Linked DNA regions of Mus musculus: all the other regions are linked to region 5. Evidence: chromatin contacts called from public ChIA-PET and HiChIP or PLAC-seq data. All regions are on one chromosome and are shown on one strand. Each heading gives the region's core, a stretch centred on a gene start, on an enhancer-like site or on the middle of the called end of the contact. The rest is flanking DNA. Distances are from core to core; before and after follow the strand shown. Region 1 has its middle 27 kb from the start of Kcmf1. Region 2 has its middle 13 kb from the start of Gm31547. Region 3 overlaps Dnah6 (dynein, axonemal, heavy chain 6). Region 4 has its middle 9.1 kb from the start of Atoh8. Region 5 holds the start of Tgoln1 (trans-golgi network protein). Region 6 holds the start of Tmsb10 (thymosin, beta 10). Region 7 has its middle 11 kb from the start of Sftpb.

What was found. ChIA-PET counts read pairs in DNA pulled down with a chosen protein or histone mark. HiChIP or PLAC-seq counts read pairs in DNA pulled down with a chosen protein or histone mark.
Region 1: an H3K27ac HiChIP or PLAC-seq map of trophoblast stem cells shows a contact between it and region 5, with 10 read pairs. The contact joins the enhancer-like site here to the promoter of Tgoln1 in region 5. A contact is called at or near these places in 1 of 39 promoter capture datasets (the HPC-7 cell line and HPC-7-derived erythroid cells), 1 of 484 Hi-C or Micro-C datasets (cortical neurons), 9 of 115 datasets of contacts at active chromatin or transcription factors (the 230-238 cell line, the SCID.adh cell line, differentiating embryonic stem cells and 4 more) and 2 of 9 other capture datasets (adipose tissue and pancreatic islet).
Region 2: an H3K27ac HiChIP or PLAC-seq map of regulatory T cell precursor shows a contact between it and region 5, with 2.4 times the contacts expected there. The contact joins the enhancer-like site here to the promoter of Tgoln1 in region 5. A contact is called at or near these places in 1 of 484 Hi-C or Micro-C datasets (CD8 T cells) and 3 of 115 datasets of contacts at active chromatin or transcription factors (bone marrow-derived macrophages, memory CD8 T cells and regulatory T cell precursor).
Region 3: an H3K4me3 HiChIP or PLAC-seq map of bone marrow-derived macrophages shows a contact between it and region 5, with 2.8 times the contacts expected there. The contact joins the enhancer-like site here to the promoter of Tgoln1 in region 5. A contact is called at or near these places in 3 of 39 promoter capture datasets (3T3-L1-derived adipocytes, cranial neural crest and hippocampal neurons) and 2 of 115 datasets of contacts at active chromatin or transcription factors (bone marrow-derived macrophages and microglia).
Region 4: a contact with region 5 is called in an HNF4G HiChIP or PLAC-seq map of pancreatic cancer cells. The contact joins the enhancer-like site here to the promoter of Tgoln1 in region 5. A contact is called at or near these places in 1 of 484 Hi-C or Micro-C datasets (embryonic stem cells) and 1 of 115 datasets of contacts at active chromatin or transcription factors (pancreatic cancer cells).
Region 6: an RNA polymerase II ChIA-PET map of effector CD8 T cells shows a contact between it and region 5, with 33 read pairs. The contact joins the promoter of Tmsb10 here to the promoter of Tgoln1 in region 5. A contact is called at or near these places in 3 of 39 promoter capture datasets (the C10 cell line, hippocampal neurons and neural stem cells), 1 of 15 datasets of contacts at CTCF or cohesin (the NIH/3T3 cell line), 6 of 484 Hi-C or Micro-C datasets (CD4 T cells, the MNK3 cell line, embryonic stem cells and 2 more), 9 of 115 datasets of contacts at active chromatin or transcription factors (effector CD8 T cells, embryonic hindbrain, embryonic midbrain and 4 more) and 2 of 9 other capture datasets (adipose tissue and liver).
Region 7: a FOXA1 HiChIP or PLAC-seq map of pancreatic cancer cells shows a contact between it and region 5. The contact joins the enhancer-like site here to the promoter of Tgoln1 in region 5. A contact is called at or near these places in 1 of 115 datasets of contacts at active chromatin or transcription factors (pancreatic cancer cells) and 1 of 9 other capture datasets (adipose tissue).

What each region holds. Positions count from the first base shown.
Region 1 is chr6:72,925,685-72,928,384 of GRCm38.p6, reverse strand. No RefSeq gene overlaps it. Among named protein-coding and RNA genes, the nearest start is that of Kcmf1, 27 kb to the right of the region's middle. Within about 2 kb of position 1,359, at least 175 of the 459 cell types and tissues checked have an H3K27ac peak or open chromatin away from gene starts, as enhancers often do. A contact at or near this core is called in adipose tissue, differentiating embryonic stem cells, embryonic stem cells and 2 more, where this site is marked.
Region 2 is chr6:72,992,562-72,995,261 of GRCm38.p6, reverse strand. No RefSeq gene overlaps it. Among named protein-coding and RNA genes, the nearest start is that of Gm31547, 13 kb to the left of the region's middle. Within about 2 kb of position 1,336, at least 62 of the 459 cell types and tissues checked have an H3K27ac peak or open chromatin away from gene starts, as enhancers often do. A contact at or near this core is called in CD8 T cells, memory CD8 T cells and regulatory T cell precursor, where this site is marked.
Region 3 is chr6:73,017,691-73,020,390 of GRCm38.p6, reverse strand. Dnah6 (dynein, axonemal, heavy chain 6) reads left to right here. Exons shown (of 77, transcript NM_001164669.1): 77 at 2,546-2,700. The coding sequence ends at 2,649. It overlaps Gm20560 (a long non-coding RNA gene), which reads right to left. Exons shown (of 4, transcript XR_001785283.2): 2 at 2,582-2,700. Among named protein-coding and RNA genes, the nearest start is that of Gm20560, 7.1 kb to the right of the region's middle. Within about 2 kb of position 1,335, at least 5 of the 459 cell types and tissues checked have an H3K27ac peak or open chromatin away from gene starts, as enhancers often do. A contact at or near this core is called in bone marrow-derived macrophages, where this site is marked.
Region 4 is chr6:72,243,363-72,246,062 of GRCm38.p6, reverse strand. No RefSeq gene overlaps it. Among named protein-coding and RNA genes, the nearest start is that of Atoh8, 9.1 kb to the right of the region's middle. Within about 2 kb of position 1,267, at least 151 of the 459 cell types and tissues checked have an H3K27ac peak or open chromatin away from gene starts, as enhancers often do. A contact at or near this core is called in pancreatic cancer cells, where this site is marked.
Region 5 is chr6:72,615,682-72,618,381 of GRCm38.p6, reverse strand. It overlaps Tgoln1 (trans-golgi network protein), which reads left to right and starts at 1,382. Exons shown (of 4, transcript NM_009443.3): 1 at 1,382-1,705; 2 at 1,933-2,700. The coding sequence starts at 1,660.
Region 6 is chr6:72,957,119-72,959,818 of GRCm38.p6, reverse strand. Tmsb10 (thymosin, beta 10) reads left to right here and starts at 1,336. Exons shown (of 3, transcript NM_025284.4): 1 at 1,336-1,482; 2 at 1,795-1,906; 3 at 2,167-2,472. The coding sequence starts at 1,807. The coding sequence ends at 2,201.
Region 7 is chr6:72,291,841-72,294,540 of GRCm38.p6, reverse strand. No RefSeq gene overlaps it. Among named protein-coding and RNA genes, the nearest start is that of Sftpb, 11 kb to the left of the region's middle. Within about 2 kb of position 1,365, at least 45 of the 459 cell types and tissues checked have an H3K27ac peak or open chromatin away from gene starts, as enhancers often do. A contact at or near this core is called in pancreatic cancer cells, where this site is marked.

The DNA of each region.
Region 1 (2,700 bases), core at 110-2,609, 310 kb before region 5:
CCAGGCAGTGGTGGTACACTTTTTTAATCTCAGCACTCGGGGACAGAGACTGACAGATCTCTTTGAGTTCAAGGCCAACCTGTGTGAGACCACAACAGGAAAAATAGACCTTACAGGTTGAGTTCTGTTTGCAATTAAGAATATATTCCTGTTTGTCCTACGTGTGTTTGAGCCATTTGCACCAGATGGACTTGATCCCATGTGGGCAAGAATTACATCAGAATGTACACTTGCCCCTGATGGATAGAAGGTCAATTGTGGGGTTTGCCTTTTTAAGCATCTGAAAACTGTGACTTGGGAGCATTTTCCTTAAAACTCAGGTGTGGGCCTGGCTAGAGTCCAGTAACCTGGCCAGTATTTAATTAAAGATTGTTTCAAATTTGGCTTGAAAGTGTGGTAGTGATCTTATTTTTGACAAATAGGATTATTGCCTGGTCTACAGAACAAGTTCCAGGATAGCCAAGGCTACACAGAAATCCTGTCTCAAAAGCAACAACAGCAAAAAGATGTGCATGTATCTACCGAGGCCAGCGGGGTCATCAGATCCTCCTGGAGCTGGAGTTACAGGCAATAGTAAGAAATCCGACATGGACTCTGAGCATCAAACTCATCCTCTGTAAGAACAGTGTGGGCTCTACTACACCATCTCTCCAGCCAAAGACCAAAGGAGAAGTATTAACAATGAAAACAGGAAGGTTTTCATTCCTAAAGCCTACATTTAAAAAAAAAAAAAATCATTAAGCCAGGATTAGTAGCATACCAGTTCCCAAGAGGCACTGGCAAAAGAGAAGCGAATTCCTGTGAGGCCTAGGTTATCCTGGCCTCCATAGGGAGTTCCCAACCATGTCAGCCTTGGCTACAGAGTGACACTTTAGCTTTAGAAAAGGAAAAAAGAAAACAGAAAAAAAGCCAAAGCTACTATAGCATCATAATGACATACTGCCAGTATACATCCCTAGGGTTTGTTGAGTGTCAGGTTGGGTGTGGGAAGACTTCAAGAGATCGAATGGCCATAGTAGACAGCAAGAGAGGATTACACTAGCATGGGAGGTTCCTTGGGGCCTGGGCCAGTATGGAGCCTGAGGTGTGCCTTGTCTATGCACTGTGGTCAGCACTCAGGCCCTCTCGACTTCTCACCTGGACCCCGGATCATTAGCAGGTGGGGGCAAGCTGCCTTGCCCCCACCTGCTGTCCAGATATGACTTCCTGTTTGGCAAGTTCTGAGGGTTCCTCTCCCTGCTCCTCAAACTCCCCTTTGTTCATAAACTTGGCATTCGACATCCCTAGCCCTTATCCCTCCCTTCAGCCAGCTGGAATTTCCTGTCCCACTGTCCTCCCAGCAGGAGATTCCATTCCCGGCTCTGAGTCACTTTGGGGTGACTCAAGTGTGACTCACTCCACCGAGGTCCCTCCCACTTCAACTTACCTCGGCTGGGTGTGGCTCCTGCCCATTCACTGGCAGGGATCTTCTTTCAGCCACAGCTGATGTGAGACTCCTCCCACATCCCAGGAACCTGGCATGAGAAAGGGACCCTCAACAAAGGAGCAATCTGGCCAGTGCCGAGGCTGCTAGATGACAGAAGCTCAAGCATTCCAAAGCCTGAACAAGAAGTCGCTGAGCTGGTTTCTCTGTCCCCACCCTCCTCAGACCCTGCCTCTAGCTACAATCAAGGCTCATCTGGCTTTTCAGAAACCCACCTTTCTGCCCCAAGGATCACTCCAAATACCCATTTCCAGCTGGGAGCAACTATGGATCACAGACTGAGCTAACAGTAGTTATGATCAGGAAAGTATTCAGTTTTAAGTAGGATACAAACTTATGTACTGAGCAGACAAAAACAAACACACAAAAATCTCACAGGAAATAGGAGATACTTTATTCTGGAGTCAAATCTGAGTGATCATGACCCAGGAACAAAAATTTAAGTCACCACAAATTCCATGTTCCAATGTGGTAACAGTCTGATGAAGTGTCGTTGTTGTAGTTTTGGTTTTCTGAGACAGGGTTTTTCTGTGTAGCCCTGGCTGCCCTGGAATGATGCTTGCTGGTTCATTTGCTGGCTTACTCCTCTCTGTCAAGGCTCTAACTTAACCAGCCTCTTAGACAACCCAGAAACGCCTACTTGGGGAATGGTTCTGCCAACAGTGGGTTGGCCCTCCCACATCCATCATTAATCAAGACAGTTTCCCACAGACATGCCCATAGGCCAATCTGATCTAAGCAACTCACATAAATCGGCTTGTGCACACCTGTAATCACAGCTCTTGGAAAGTAGAGGCAAGAAAATCAGGAGGTCAAGGTTAGCAATGATATCTCAGGGGGCTTAGAGACAGCGTGGAGTACACAAGACCTTGTCTTTAAAAAAAAAAAAAGGATGGGGAAGTGGGGTGGCGAGATGCTCTGTGGTGGTTTGAATGTACTTGACTCAGAGAGTGGCATTCTTAGGAGTTGTGGCCTTGTTGGAGTAGGTGTGGCCTTGTTGAAAGAAGTGTGTCACTATAAGTATGGGCTTTTATGAGACTTTCCTTTGTCAATGCAATTAATCTGATTCCTTAGGAAGACTCTTCAGACAACAAAAAGTAGCCATATTCTTCACCAAAAACAGTCTTAGGCCATATACTAACATTCTTCTCCTCTGAAACTTTTGAAGCAAGACCCCCACAGTTCAAGCCACACTCAGCATCAGTGATGCCATATTC
Region 2 (2,700 bases), core at 87-2,586, 380 kb before region 5:
ACAAGGAGCTCAGAAGCAATGTCTCTCTGCAGGGGGAGAAACTGAGGCTTTCAAAGATCTACAGTCCTCTCTCTAAAGTTGCCATTAAGTGGCCCAAGAACCAGGTTCTATTACATTCTACTTATTTATTTGTCTATTTGTTTATTTGTCTGTTTATTATATATAATGTTGGGGGCAGGGAACACGTATCAGGATGCATATGTGGAGGTCAAAGGACAACTTCCCAGAGTCAGATCTCTCATTCCACCATGTGGGTCCCAAAGATGGAACTCAGGCTGTCAGGCTTGGTGTTGAGCATCTCTGTCCATTGAACCATCTTGCCAGCCCACAGGCTTTAAAGAACTTACCACGAGGCCTTACCATGCATACGGCTGTGCTTGCGATTCATTGTCTTTTGGCAATTAATGTTCTATTAAGTCGACCCAAGTGACACACATCTATAGTCCCAGCTAGTCTGGAAACAGGCAGGTGGATTTCTCAAGCCCAGAAATTCAGGGCCTTCCTGGGTAACAAAGCAGGGTTCCAACTCAAAAGAGAAAAAAAAAAAAAACTTTATTCAATGTACTGTCATTCAAGAGCTCTAGCTGAGCCTGGATCTTACAAGACTCTACTCAGCAACCCTTCCTGACCCCAGGAGACCTGCCCAAGAAACACTACACTAACATCAGTGAAGCCTTGGGGTACCAGCTTTCCCCAGCTTAGATTTACACAATTCACAAGCTTTTCTGCTTTTTGTACCTAGAGTGTGTGTGTGTCCCAGCTTAGATTTACACAATTCACAAGCTTTTCTGCTTTTTGTACCTAGAGTGTGTGTGTGTGTGTATGTGTGTATTATATATATATATGTATGTGATTATGTAATATACATATATATAAATGTATGTGTGAGTGAGTGGTTTCAGTGTCCACAGAGGTCGGAAGAGGGAGGACATCAGATCCTCTGGACTTAGAGTTACAGGCAAATGTTCTTAACTGCTGATCCATGTCTCCAAACACTCTAAAGTTGTATATTCATATATTCAAATATATATTTGCCAAGCTGGTATATATATATCTGTGACTTTGAGGCCAGCTTGGTCTACATAGTGAGTTCCAGGACAGCTAGGGATGTTATACAGAGAAACCCTGTCTAGGGGAGAAGAAAAAAAGCTGCCATGTGTGTAAAAGTTCAAAAGTTACATTTTAGTAAATAAACTGAGCCAAGTGCAGTGACAGTCTCAAGATTAGCCAACGTCAGTACATAGCAAGTTTGAAGCTAGTCTAGGCTACATGAGACGCTGTCTCAAAAAAGTTGGGGGGAGGGGGGGCTCTGGATGTTGGTAGAGTGCCTGGTGTGCACAAAGCCCTGATTTTATACCCCCCACATCCTCAATGCATAACACAGGGTTGGGTGGCACACCACTGTAACGCAGTGCAGGAGAGGCTGAGACCAGAGAGCCAAAGTTCTCAGTCATTCTCTAATACTCGGTGAGTCTGAAGCCAACCTGTGATCCATGAGATTGGGGAAGGAAGTCAGGGATGAAGAGGAGGAGAAAGGAAATAGAGAAAAGAAAGGAACCTTACCGTACAGGCTCCTTCAACTTACGCAGTTCTGTTCTGACAAACAGAACACCTGCCTCACTCCTGAAGCACAGCCACCGTCCTGAGGGCTATAGATACTGCTCTACCAGGCACGGCCTCAGCCACACAGGCAGGAAGACAGCCTCTGGGCCTCTAATCTGCAGTTCTTATCTTGCCTCTGCCGGGTGCCAAAGCCCCAGCCCAGAGCACTGACTGAACAGGTGTGTCTGCCTCTGCTGCCCTCAGACCCAGATCCTCAGCCGCAGGACAGTCTGTCTCCACAAACACAATCCACTAGCCCACTTCAGCATGACTCCCGTCCCCACATGCTAGGAACAAAAGCTGTGAACCTCAGTAGTTAAAAGAGAACAAAACTGAAAACATATCCCTTCTAAACCGCGTGGCAACAGTCCTCAAAAGAGAAAGACTTGCCTATGGCTGACTGAGACACAGGAAGCCACACCCTCAAGTCTTAGATTTGTAAGACACCTGTATAGTGCACAAAACAAAAAGCAAGGTTCCACAGGGGTACCTGGAGCCTTTGGCTCCTTGCATCCCAGGACCTATAGCACCTGTGTTTTCCCAAAATGACACCCAGCCACAGTGATATCACAACAAACTAGCCATGAGTTCCCCTTTTCATTCCATCCACGTTCACTGAGCACCTATTACTTCCAGACACTGAGAATACAGATGCAAATGCAATGGACAAGAACCCATTCAAGATCACGTAGCTGGGACGGGAAGGCAGCAAGCATCATTTTTAGCAGATCGGATTAAGTGCTACAGAGAAAACAAGCAAGGAAATAGACAAGAAGGATGAATTTGATCAGCAAAGGGCACATCATGAAACATGTGAGTCAAGAAGACTAGACAGAAGTAAAGGGGCATGCTTGTGGATAGATGGGGAAGAACTTTCCAAAAGAAGGAAGATCAAGAGAAAAGCTAGCAGACGAGAAAAGCAAGGATCAGTCAAGGGGTCTGTCCTCGTAGTGCTGTTGGGATTGTTTGTTGTTCGTGGCTTGATCTCTGCATCCTAGACTAGCCTCAAACATTCAGCGGAGGGTGATCCGGAAGCTGACTCTCCTTTCTGTATCCCTAACGTGCTGAGATTACCAGCATGTACTGCCAGGCACTCCC
Region 3 (2,700 bases), core at 86-2,585, 400 kb before region 5:
GGTTATTAAGCTTCAAGTGTCTACCAATGATTTAATATAAAATTTTATTTTTATGTAATAGTGTACATTTTATTTTATGTAATAGTATACATGTGAGTAAATGTAGTAGCGTCTTTTGGCCAGAAGAGGGCGTTTAAACCTGAGCGTGAGCTCATCCCTGTGCCTAAACCTTCTTCCTTCACAAAGATAGGAGATTCTGGGACTCCTAGTGGAACCAACCTGTTTGTGTCAACAAATATATTGTAGTGAGTGGCAAAGAGGCAGATTTATAGTTACAATTTTAATTTATTGTTAAAAGTGATTTAGGACACACATCATTGCTGTGGAGTGTGGCCCTTATTTAAACTCTGAATCTAAGTAACTGTCAAGTACCAATATAACATATACATATATATATGTGTGTATATATATATATATATGTGTATATATATATGTGTGTATATATATATGTGTGTATATATATATGTGTGTGTGTGTATATATATGCATATATATACATACAGTGTGTGTGTATAATGAGTTTATACATGTATGTATGCACACTAGAAAAATTTGAACAGCTCTTAGAAAGTAATATTTTAGCTATGATATTTGTGCCTTTAATAGTCAGGATTTAGAGACACATACCAAAATAGATGCAGCAAAAGTTTTTACGTAATATTTCTTCAAAATAATCTACAAGGCATGTGAAGTGTGTATCATGAGATGGATAAGGAAGGACCATTTATGCTTTAATTTTTTTTTCCACAAAAAAAGAAAAGCTAAGCATGATCAAACATGAACAGTGAACCCAGCTAACCTCTGAGAGCGCTCTAACAATTTCTCAGTCTGGTTTAGAACAACACAATAGTACTGTTTTCAAGGCAAGCTGAATTAAAGGCGGTCCAAGTCTCTTGTTAACTGTAGCAGCATGAAGAAGGACGAAAGCAGGTTCCCATTGTGATGAACACCTGAATTATTCTCAGATGTAAAACATGTTTCCTCACTAAGGGGTCCCCATCCACCCCCAGAGTAAGTTCAGCTAAGCCCCTGCGGTGCAGGCCCTGGTCCTGCCTGCAGACAGCAGCTTTGGTGAGCAGGTTCTGTAGTTCTAAAGCCCATTAAATCCCTTCTGTGGGAACACAGCCTTTATTTCTGCATCCTTTTCTTTCTCATTCATCCATCCATCTGTTTTGAGCCGGTCTCACTATCACTACGTAGCCCTGGCAGTTTGGAACCTGCCACGTAGTCCAAGCTGGGCCTCCAGCTCATAGAGATCCACATGTCTATGCCTGCCCAGCACTGTCCTTAACCTTCCAGTCACGCTCCATCCCTCTGTAGTAAGCAGCCAGCCTTTGCTTTCTTGAACGGCAGTCCACTACACAGCATGTGTGTCATGGCCATCCTGTTTGTCAGAAGCACAAGACCTCTGACATCAGCCCTCCAGGATGTCGGCGTAGGGCACGTGACATGAGACACACACACATGTCTGTCCCAATCATCTACCCCTTGGAGGTGCTTCTTGTCTAACTGTGAGCCAAGCAGATTGGACAGTAAATCCCTTAGTAGGGCGCCGGGAGGTTGAGTGGGAGGGGATTTTGGAAGGCAGCTACACTCATTTCTGGCCAACAGGGAATTGATTCTGCTTAAACCCAGTCAGTGGATGCAGGGGTTTAGTTGTATCCTGAGTCTTCCTCCAGACCCAGGGAAGGCCTCACATACTCCAGGCACTGATTGCCTGCATTGGGCCGGCACCCATAGAAGCATGGAGACAAATTTCTGGACTGCATAAAACCAGTAAATACACAGGGAAGGTGTCTAGAGCGGCTTGCCATGCTGTGGCACTGGAAAGCCAGGAATCCAATGGGCCAGAAAGGTGAAAAGGTAGAGGCACCCTCTGCTGGGTCCGAGGCTGCCTTCCCTGATGTCCATTCCACACCGATGGAATCTGAGAGAGTGGTGCAGAAGGAGCCATCGCCATCCGAGGGCACCATCTTCTTCTCAGTGGCCCCGTAGACAGCCACAGAAGGGAAAGAACTCCTGAAGAGTGACTTGCTGCACAGAACGGTTACACACTGAAGACAAAATGCCTGTCCCCGTACCTGTTCATCCCAGGAGCCCAAGAGTTTTCCAGTGTAGGATGGAGTGAAGGAAGGGCAGATAAATAGACGACCACATGTATAGATGCCCTACCTACCATTAGAAACCCCTAAGTCAGGCCTGAATCTCAGCCCAATGCTCCTAGGTTCAACCTACAGAAAACCTGAAACATACTCAGGAAGATATAAGCTCTAAGCCAGAGAGGCCTCAAAGCACCATGTATTCCAAAATCTCCTTTCTTATCGCCCAAAACTAGAACCTTCAGAGGGCTGTGCCCAGCATCTTCAGGTTCAGCCAGGTCTGGAGCTAGAGCCTCTTGACTCTCAGTAATCTTATCTCCGTGAATCCAGAGGTTACTGTTTAAATAACATCTCTTCTTTCCCACCCTGCCCACCCCCACCACCCCACCCCCACCACCACCCCCACCCTCCCACCACCCCACCACCACCCCCATATCATTTCTCAGGCCATTCAACCAACTTTGTGGTGACTGTCCTCTTACCCTCCAAGAGGATCAGTGATTACTGGATCTCCAAGGGGTCAGCGTTGCTCTGCCAGCTGAGTGAGTAAGTGGGAGCCTCGCCGATCCAGAAGTCTTCCCTGATGAGGAGGAAGTGACCT
Region 4 (2,700 bases), core at 18-2,517, 370 kb after region 5:
GAAGGGCCAAGGGCCAAAGAACCTCCCAACCATTTCTAGAGGAGGAATTCCTTACCCTGGACAAAGAGAACCATCCAGGCTAGCCATCTGAGATTCACCTTCTCAGGAGCCAGTCAGATCAAGTTCGATCCAGCTGATGAGTGGCAGGGAGACACATCTGATGACATCCTAGGTGGCCCTGTCATGGTCTCCCTCTGGGCAACATTGGCTTTTCTCTTTCATTTTCTGCGAGTGAATTTCTGTTTCAGCAACCCTGTCTGTCACTACTCAGTCCCTACTGTCAGCCTCTTAGAACTCTGTCAAGCCCCTCACCCTGAGACCTCATTCATCTTGCTAGTTCTCCATCAGGTGCAGGGTCCTCTCTGTGGGGAGCTTGCACCATAGCAACAGTCAAAGAAGCTACCTGGGTCCCTTGGAGTGTTTACTCTCAACCCTCCCTTACAGTTTTCCAGCTCTCTGAAGCAGCTCAGCTTCTCTCGAGTCCCTGATCCCTAATGTCTGGCAAACTTTCTGGCTTGGATGGAGGGGAGGCAACCTCCACCTGAGTGTCTAGCTGCTCCCAGCACTCCAGTTCCTGACCATAACACTTTTAGCCATTCTGCTCATCTGTGTGTTGATGGCATCTAAGTCTGTCCGTCCTCATCCTGCTGCCTGCTGACCGCCTCTCTCTGCTCTCTGTCCTTGTACAGATAGGGGGGTCATTTAGCTCCAAGGCCATCCCCTAAACCGATCTAAGCACAAAGCCCCCAGACCAAGTCCATCAGTGAAGCTGTGAACCCATCTCTTTCCTGAGGAAGGACCCCCATGGAGCCTGACCTTCAGAATTCTGTCCCCACACGCCCTGGCCCTTGGCTAACAGGCCTTGGCGACACTCCCTTGCTCTGACACCTGGCCTTTGCCTGACCTCATGAGCAGGCCTGGGCGCCAGGCTCAGCCCTCCCTGGCTGGCCCATCCCCTGGCTGCCCAAGTCTGGCTTATGACATCTTTCCACTGAGCAGCCCTTATTTTGAGACAGCAAACCCAACGGCGCCCACAGGCATGTACACACGCTAGCACACGCGCTCACACACCCCGTCCCTCTAGCGCCCTGACACTGCACGAACTGGCCTTCAAATCTGGATGGCCGTGTTTACTTTTCTTCCTGTAATTTCCCCTTTGGAACAAACACCAGTGTTGACGCCCGACCACCCTCTCCTCACAGTCTCCAGTCTCCCCTCATCTTTCTCTCCTGTCCTCCCAGCTCGGCTATGAATGAGAACAGAGTCGTCTTTAGCAGAAGCCTGAATGAATTGGTCTCAGCCTCCAAGCCAGCACGAGAGGCGGGGTGCTGGGCAGCATGTGGGTTTGCTTCTTAAAACTCTTTGCACCCCCTGAAGCTTATATTTTTCTGTATGCCTTGGAGCACAGCTCTCGCCCTCCAGCCCCCTAACTCTAAAAGTTTATTTTGTTGCAGTTTTTGGTCCCACGGAGTTTTGTTTTCTGTTTTCTACAAGGGAGACTGAATTAGGGCCTCAGAAAAACAAGGCCAGGCTGCCAACTGGAAATGTTTGCTCTGGGGGCGAGTTCGGAGGCTGGCGTCAGGCGGGGCAAGATCCGTGCCAGTGGAATGTGATTTGGGGAGGAAGCTGCAGGTCACTCAATTGCTGGCAGGCGGCCCGGGAGCAACTGGATGCTTTCTGGGCTCTGTGTGTGCATGAAGACTTTTTTTCCCCTCATGCAAACAGAGCCCCAGAGATGTGGAGACAGAAGCACTAGGAACAAGTAGACAAGGGGCTGGAAAGAAGGGGGTGGGTAAAATGGGTGGAGCCGGTTGAGGGGCAAGATCCTGTTAGCCACGTTGTTCTGTACCCATTGAGTCCTTGGCTCAAAGGTGGAGGGGCACACTGGTGGGAGAGAGTGGGGGACCCTGTGACTGAGAAAGAAGCCTCCCAGTACAGGCACAGGCAACTTTTCTTGGAAAGCCCCCTCCCCCAGAGCAGGGTGTGTGAATGGACTCAGGTGTTCAGGGGGGGCTTCCTGGAGGAGGTGTGGGAGATACATTGTGCTATAAGGAAAGACTCTTTCGATCGCCTGCTAGTGGTTACTATTTGCCAAGCCTCTTTCATAAATAATCTTAATCCCTTTTTTTCTCCTTTCTCTTTTCTCTCTTCTCCTTTTTTGTTTGTTTGTTTGTTTTTTGAGACAGGGTTTCTCTGTGTAGCCCTGGCTGTCCTGGAACTCACTCTTTAGATCAGGCTGGCCTCCAACTCAGAAATCCGCCTGCTTCTGCCTCCCAAGTGCTGGGATTAAAGGCGTGCATCACCACTGCCTGGCTATTTTTCTCCTTTTTTGATACTGGGTATCCCATACTTACGCTAGCCTCAAACTCCTTATGTAGCTGAGGATGGCTTTAAACTTCTAATCCTCCTGCCTCCACCTCCTCAGTGCCAGGATTGCAGCAATGCACCGCCATACCCGGTGGGTATAGTGCTCTGACTGAACCCAAGGCTTTGTGTATGCTAGCTACCACACCCCTAGCCCTGACCTAATTCTCTAATTCTCTTGTGATGTCAGTCATCTTTCAGTCCTGACTTGGCAGGTGAGAAAACAGGCCCAGAGAAGTCTGGAAACATGGCCTATTGGCTAGGTTGTAAGTGGTGACTCAGGGCTATCTCCCGTAGCCTGAGCTCTCCTCGCAGCACTGACCATCCTTTTGTACA
Region 5 (2,700 bases), core at 133-2,632:
CTCCAGGAATGGAATGTGGGTCCTCCGGAAGAGTAGTCAGTGTTCTTAAGCACTGAACCATCTCCCTAGACACTAAAGATGTCTGTTGCTGTTGTTTTTCAAGACAGAGTTTCTCTGTGTAACCCTGGCTATCCTGGAACTCACTCTGTAGATCAGGCTGGCCTGATTCAGAGATTTGCCTGCCTCTGCCTCCTGTGTGCTGGGACTAATGTTGTGTCCCACCATCACCTGGCTCTCTAAAAAAAGTTTTTTTAAGTATATTTCTTTTAAAATTCTATTTTGTTGTTTGCATTATAAGAATGTGTTGCTTGGGCTGGAGTGATAACTCAGCAGTTAAGAGCACCACTGACTGCTCTTCCAGAGGTACTGAGCTCAAATCCCAGCAACCATATGGTGGCTCACAATCATCTGTAACAAGACCTGATTCCCTCTTCCAGTGTCTGGTGACAGCTACAGTGTACTCACATATAATAAATAAAATAAACCTTAAAAAAAAAAAAAAGAATGTGTTGCTTGTGTGGTGTGGTGGTGCATGTCTTTAACCCCAGCACTCAAGAGGCAGAGGTAGGTGGATCTCTGTGATTGCAAGGCTAGCCTGGTCTACAGAGCGAGTTCTGTTAAACAGAAGAACCCTGTCTTGGAAAGAAAAAGAATATATATGTGGTGAATGAGACAAGAGTGTTTGTCTAGTGTGCATAGAACCACGATTTGATTGCTAGTACCACATAAATTGGAGACACAAGCCAGTAGTCCAGTAGGAAGATCAGAAACTCAAGGTCTTCCTGTTTGAGTAACAAAGTACCTTACTTCCTGGATTGGAGAGATGGCTCAGGGCTTGTTGCTCTCCCACAGGAACAGAGTTCAGTTTCCAACACCCACAGAGTTTGAAACGCTTGAAGCTCTAGCTCTAGGGCATCTGATGCCCTCATCTAGCCTCCAAGAGCACCTACACACAGGTGGCAGACACACATACACAAATAAAAATAGTAAATCTTTGATATTTTATTTCTTAAATAAATAAATAGCCCAACAGGGGCGTGGTGAGGCACCTGTAATCCCAAACACTCAGGAGGCAGCAGGTGCCCACATAGCAATATGGTTTCAAACACATAGAAATTCAGAAGAACAAACAAGAAATCAAAAACCTTGGTAAATTCAGAGGGCCCTGGATACAGCCAAGAAAGGGATTAGGATCAGGATGAAATGTGTTTGCTTCTAGATGGGCAAGTGCTGAAGAGAGTACATTTGTTTGTGAAGTGAGAAAGCAGCATCGGCAACGGAGAGGTTGGAAACACGAGCAGAGGATGCGACAAAGAGGCGCCCGGCCCCACGACCCTACATCATAAGCAGCGAAGGCGACGCAGCACCTGCCGGTCGCAACAGCTTCCGAAAAACGAGGCCAAGTGAACAAGAACGAGATCGCCGAGCCCCGCAGACTGCTGAGAAACAGAAGGGACTTGGGGGGGAATAAAGAGCTGGACTTGACTTCCGGCACTCTACCGGAACACACAGACAACGGCTGCTGTCGCCCGGTAGCCCCACCCCTAAGGCGGGGCTGCGCCGGAAGAGAAACAGTCCGCCGGAAAGGGAGGGGCCACGCTCGGGAAAATCTCGTGCGCCGCTCTCACGTCATCAGAGGGCGGAAGCGCAGACTGCAGGATGCGGTTCCAGGTTGCGTTGCTCCTGCTGAGTGTCGCGGTGGCGAGTAAGGACCCCCACCCCAGCCCAGCTCACTCTCCCCTTTAGGTTCCCCATTCCTCACCTTGGTGGGTCGCTACGGGAGCCGGCGTCTTTCTTGTCTGGCCCGACCCTGCTCTAGCCATCTCCGCTTTCCCATTCGGCCATCCCCGCTAGGCTCTCAGAAGTCAAGCCCGCTTCTCTTCTTCCGAGGACTTACTGTTTTTTGTTTTTTGTTTTTTCTGTTTGTTTCAGGAGCTCTGCCGTCCGTTTATAAGAGAGACGCCGACTCAGGTGACTCTCAGAATCCTCCGAATCAGCCTTCCAAACAGTCCTCCACTCCCCTGCCTTCTTCTAACCAGGTAAAGACTACAAGGCCGACCGACGGTCAGGGGCAGAAGTCAGATAAAAAAGACCAGGACAAGACGACTTTGGCAGCAGTTTCCAGTAAGGCGGAATCTGGGCCGCGGACCGCCGCGACCGATCACAGTTTGGGTGATTCCAGAAGGCAGCCCGAGAAAACGGATGCCGAGTTGAACGAAACTGCGCGGCCCCTCTCACCAGTCAACCCCAAACTGGAAAAGTCTGATCAGAGCTCCACAGAAGATTCAGGCAAGCCCACAGGAGGTAATTCTGGCAAGCCCACAGGAGGTGATTCTGGCAAGCCCACAGAAGCTGGTTCGAATAAGGCCACAGAAGATGATTCTGGCAAGTCCACGAAAGTTGATTTGGACAAGCCCACCTCCAAAATCTCCCCAGATACGGAGACTTCGAAGACTGACAAAGTCCAGCCAACTGAAAAAGGACAAAAACCAACACTTACTTCCAAAACTGAATCTGGGGAAACACTGGCAGGGGACTCTGACTTCTCTTTAAAGCCAGAGAAAGGAGATAAGTCTTCAGAGCCTACTGAAGACGTGGAAACCAAGGAGATTGAAGAGGGTGACACAGAGCCGGAAGAAGGCTCACCACTTGAAGAAGAGAATGAAAAGGTGCCGGGCCCTTCCTCCAGTGAGAACCAAG
Region 6 (2,700 bases), core at 87-2,586, 340 kb before region 5:
ATGGAGGGGTCCAGAATAACAAGAGAAAGGGGGCCTGAATACCAGTCACTATGCAATAAAAAGCACAAAGCCAGGCATGATAACACAGGCTTTTAGGCCTAACATTCAAGAAACAGGCCAATCTCTATGAGTTCAAATCCAGGCTGATCTACATACTGAGATCCATAAACATATGGCTACATAAACAGGTGACGCCCTTTCTAAAGAAAATAATTTTTTAAAAAGGAGACTAGTACAGAAATCACAGGATTGTGTTACATAAGAAACAACTTTCTTTAAAAGATTTATTTTTATTTTATGTGCATGAGTGTTTTATGCACACCAAACTCATACCTGGTGCCCAAGCAGGCCAGAAGAGGATGCCAAGTCTCCTAAAACTAGAGCTACAGATGCTTGTAAGCCACCGTGTGGGTGAGCCCCACGTGGATGAGACAACTCTCTACAACCCCCACCCCCACTAAACTGTTATTACTTCAAGCAAAGATATTTTGCTCTTTGTCTGTCTATCTGAACCATGAAGTTTGCCGTTCAGGAAATGTTTCTCCTCTTTTTCTTCTATCAGTAGAATATGCTCTATATTCAACACAGGAAAAGGGATGGGAGTGGGGATGGATGGCGTTTCAGCCCTGGGTGATATAATAGAACTCACTGTCCATGGGGGTTGTAGGAGCTGAAGAGGTAACTTTTTCAGGAGTGCAGTATCCCACTCCTGGAATGGGTTAACAAGAAAAAGCAAGGTTTGCAGGCACAGGAGCTTTTTCCCCTCTTTTTCCTTCTAAAAACCACATTGAAGGTTAACTGAAGGAGAAAAACCGCACCCTCCAGTACAGTGTTTCTAAAAGGCCACTGAGAAAAGGAACAGCGGAGCCCTCCCGGGAGTCCTAGCTCCCACCTCCGCCCTTAGACAATGCCTGAAAACAGCTTGTTTTAAGAAGCACCAACCACAAGAAAATAGAAAGAAGGAGACTCTGGAGAGCAAACGCAAGAGACTTGAGGCGACGCGGGTGGGGTGTCTCCCGCGAGCAGGGCTGCAGCAGAGCGCGCGTGCTCGCCCGCACACCCACAACCCTACACCACACATACATTCAACAAAACCCCAAGTCCTTCCCCGCTGCCCCCCCCCCCACGCCCTTCCCGCGGGGTGAGCAGCAGGCTCCTGGGTACTAGGAAAAGGAGATATATCAAGAAAAGAGACCACCGGGAGCTGGTGCCTGCCACCCTCCACGCGGGATCGCAACGGGTTAGGAACGCGGGCCGAGAAGGGCGGAGCCCCAGGCAGCCTGGAGATGCTGAGCGCCCCCCAGCCCCCGCGCGCGCTGGCCACGCCCTCCGCGCGGGCTGGCCACGCCCTCGTTGCGGCGGGCGAGAGGCGGGGCGGGGCGCGGTGTATATAAGACGAGGGGCGGGCGCCGCTCTTTTGTCTCTTGCTGCAGCAACGAGAGTGGGAGCACCTGGAGCGCGAGCTCGGAAGGAGAATCCACGGTAAGGCACAGCGCCGGCCTTGGGGCCTACCCTGGGTGGGGTCGGGCCAGTTTATGGCTGGCGGGCGCGTTCCCCTTCGGTTGCAACAGGCGACCCGGCGGTTTGGAATCTTCTGGGGCTAGCAGGCCACGCCCTGGGGCTTCGGAGGGAGGGTGTGGTGGACGAGTCTAGGATCCTCGGCCTCCGGGCTGCGGGAACGCCCAGGACTGGGAATGCCACGTTGAGAGGCGTTCGCGGAAGGCGCGGGATCCAGGACGCGCTGGTCACCCCCAAGCCCCTGGCCACCCATTATCACCTTGTTTCGCCCATCAGAGTTGTAAGAAAATGGCAGACAAGCCGGACATGGGGGAAATCGCCAGCTTCGATAAGGCCAAGCTGAAGAAAACCGAGACGCAGGAGAAGAACACCCTGCCGACCAAAGAGAGTAAGTGTGCCCCGGGTTCCCACCCCAGCGCTCCTCCCTTCCCTGCTGTGCCAGCCCGGCACCCCCACCCCCATCCGGCCACTATCTTCCCACCCCGAATCTAAGGCCACAGCCACCCTTCCAGTCACACAAAGCACTTTGTCTCTTCCAAACCCCTTCTCTGTCCGCAGGCCTCGTGGGTGCCTCACCCACACCAGGTTTGTGGGTTGGGTATGGGGGGCTGTAAGGTAGCTCCAATGACCACATCCCTCCCTTCGCAGCCATTGAACAGGAAAAGAGGAGTGAAATCTCCTAAAAGCCTAGGAAGATTTCCCCACCCCACCCCACCCCGCCCCATCATCTCCAAGACCCCCTCGTGATGTGGAGGAAGAGCCACCTGCAAGATGGACGCGAGCCACAAGCTGCACTGTGAAACCCGGGCACTCCGAGCCGATGCCACCGGCCCGCGGGTCTCTGAAGGGGACCCCTCCACTAATCGGACTGCCAAATTTCACCGGTTTGCCCTGGGATATTATAGAAAATTATTTGTATGATTGATGAAAATAAAAACACCTCGTGGCATGGTTGGCGTGGTCTGAATTTTTTAGTTGAGTATGCGTGGGCAGAGCGGTCTGGGAGTGAGTTGTGCCGCAGGGAGAGAGGAGGGGACGTGGTAGAATGGGTGAGGAGGATGTATCGTTTTTATTTTTGTTTTACGTGCTTCTCGACATGCGGTTTCCTGGGTTCTCAGTTGCTTCGCCCTTAATGCGATCCATGTCAATTTTAACCCCATTTTGAAAAATGCTGTCCAAAAG
Region 7 (2,700 bases), core at 116-2,615, 320 kb after region 5:
TTCCTTTTATCCTCACAGATCTGGTCTCCTCTCAGACACTCTTCATCACAGTTTCTACTGTGCTTGAGAGCACCTTCAAGCTTGGACCTTTCTACAGCCAGTTGCAAATGGAGTCAGTCCATTTAGTGAACATCAGGAGTCTGTGTATCGTATTCTCCCTTAAACTGAGGCAAGGAGCATCCCTAATGGCAGCTTTCTCATGGATGCTGAGGTGGGATAGAAAGGCAGGAAACGGGATGGGAGAGTGGGTAAAAGCATCTGCAGCCAAGATGAATGACCCAAGTTCCTTCCCTGGGACTCACGTGGGAGAGAACAGACTCCTTAAACTGTCCTCTGTCCTCCATAAAATAAGTAAATTTTTTAAATTACAGGTCGTAGAAAGGGAAAGAACTCTGGGCGACAGAAGCTTCAAAACAAAAAAATCACAGCTGCTTAGAGGAATGCCGCTTAGAGGAGCACTACTCAGAGGAACACTGCTTAGAGGAGCACCACTTAGAGGAACACTGCTTAGAGGAGCATCGCTTAGAGGAGCACTGCCTCAAACCAGCAGCGGGGCGGACTTTGAGGCACGATACTTGTGGTCTTGAGTTCAGCTGTGTGAATGCCCCCCTCTCATTCCTAATTCTGGACAATTCCATTTACAAAAGGGAGTCCTTTAAGATAAGAGAGAGTTGGTCAAGGTGGTGTGCGTCTTCAGTAGGAGCAGAGGCTGAGGCAGGCGCGCCTCTGTGAGCTTGAGGTCAGCCTGCCCTCCATATTGAGTTCCGGGTCAGTCAGTGAGAACATTTTTATAAATTTTAAATTTTGCTTAAAACTTAAGCTTCGCTTAATCATTTACCTTGTGGTAAAAGCAGATACTTTGGAAACTAGAACTTCGCTGCAGAAGCCTCTACACAGCCATTCTGAAGACATCTAATGGCAACTCTCCCTACTGGAAAGCCCACTTAGGTGTGTGGCGCTCTTTTTCTATGAGTCACACTCTGTAAACATCCTGCCTAAGTGCCAACCGCGTGCTCTCCTTATCTCCACTTAAATAAGCCTGTCCACCTCGCTTCACTCCCATGTTTTGAAATTCTTTTCTGCAGCATAGGCAGGGATCTGACTTGACTTTAGTGGAGGTTCCTGAAGCAATGCTGGGCTGGGCCTCCCCACTTCTGATGACAGTGCCACAGAGTGTAGAGCCTCGGTCATTCTGTTCCTAACTTAGGGCATTCCAGCCATGTCTTCAAGGGTATTGATGGATATGAAGTCCAAGTAGTGGAGCAGGAAGTGTTTGTGGCCAAGCAGCCATGCCCAAGCTGTGGTTTGGCTGATCATTGTGTCAGCTCTGTTAATATTAATCTCGACAGGACAGCCACAGTGCCGCAGCAGGGCAGGGGGGAATCTGTGTTTGCTGCTGAGGAAATGCTGCTACGCAGAGGGATGTCTACAAAGCCTGTTTACTTTTCCTATGTTTGTCAGTCCAGTGTTCCTGGCCGTTCAGGTTCTGCGAGCCCAGATTCCGCAGAGATGGCGCCCTCAGAAGCTACTTTCCCTAAGAAGCATTGGCTCCTCCTCCCTTGGGTCAGCAAGGCAGCTAACAGCAGGATGGAAACCCACCATCTCTGCCCTTCCTTTGTGTGTCTCCTTTCCCTTGGGGTACCTGCTTGCCTCTGCAGGTCTACATATTAGTCCCACATGACTCTTGGAGGGTCTATCTAGCGTAACTCAGCCCCCTTCAGGGCTGAAGATGCTGAGAGAAGTCATTGACCTAAACGTGCAGCTACTGTAGACTCCAGAGAGAACATCACCTTGCAGTATACACTCTCTGCCCCCTCCACGCCCCGCCCAGAAGGGCTCTCACCTGTGATGAGTAGGCTAGGAGCACCCTGGGACAGAAGAGAGCATCTTGTAGAAACCAGACTGGTCCCCTCAAGGGATGGTGCTGATAAGGCATTCTTTGGACCACCTTGCAGAACTAGAATTGAGACAATCAACCAGGCCACACTGTGACCTCTAGCTCCCTGATGCTTCCTCTGTTAAAACTCATGCCAGCATCCCAAAGACAGACGTGAGGGCTGCTGGGTCCCTTTATCTGTCCCTCTTCACAGTGTGACTATCTGACCATATTGGATCAATACCCTCTCTGCTTTCACCATTACGTAGCTACTGAGCTGGTGTACTGGAGATAGGTGGCTACAACCTAGTTGCTGGGGCTTTTATAACCCAGAGTTTTACCTAAAAACTCTGCTTACACTGATTATAAGGGTTCTTTGCTTAATTCTTTTGTTGCTATGAAAAAAATGTCTGAGAAAAACAATTTAAAAGTGGAGACACTTTGGCTCACAGTCTGAAGGTACACAGTCTGAAAGTACAGTCAGAGATACACAATCTGAAGGTGCAATCCGCCACAATGGGAAAGTAATGGTGGTTGGAGTGTGAGGTGGTCACATTGCAGCTGCAGTCAGGAGGTAGAGAAATGAATGCTGGCACTTAGCTCTCCTCCTCCTCCTCCTCCTCCTCCTCCTCCTCCTCCTCCTCCTCCTCCTCCTCCTCTCCCTTCCCTCCCCCTCCCCCTCCTCCTCTTTCTCTCTGTGACAGGATCGCACAGGATCACACATGCAGCCCTGGATGGCCTGGAAATCATTATATAGACCAAGCTGGCCTCAGATTCAAAGAGATTCACTTGCTTTTGTCTCCTGAGTCTGTAATTTAAGACAT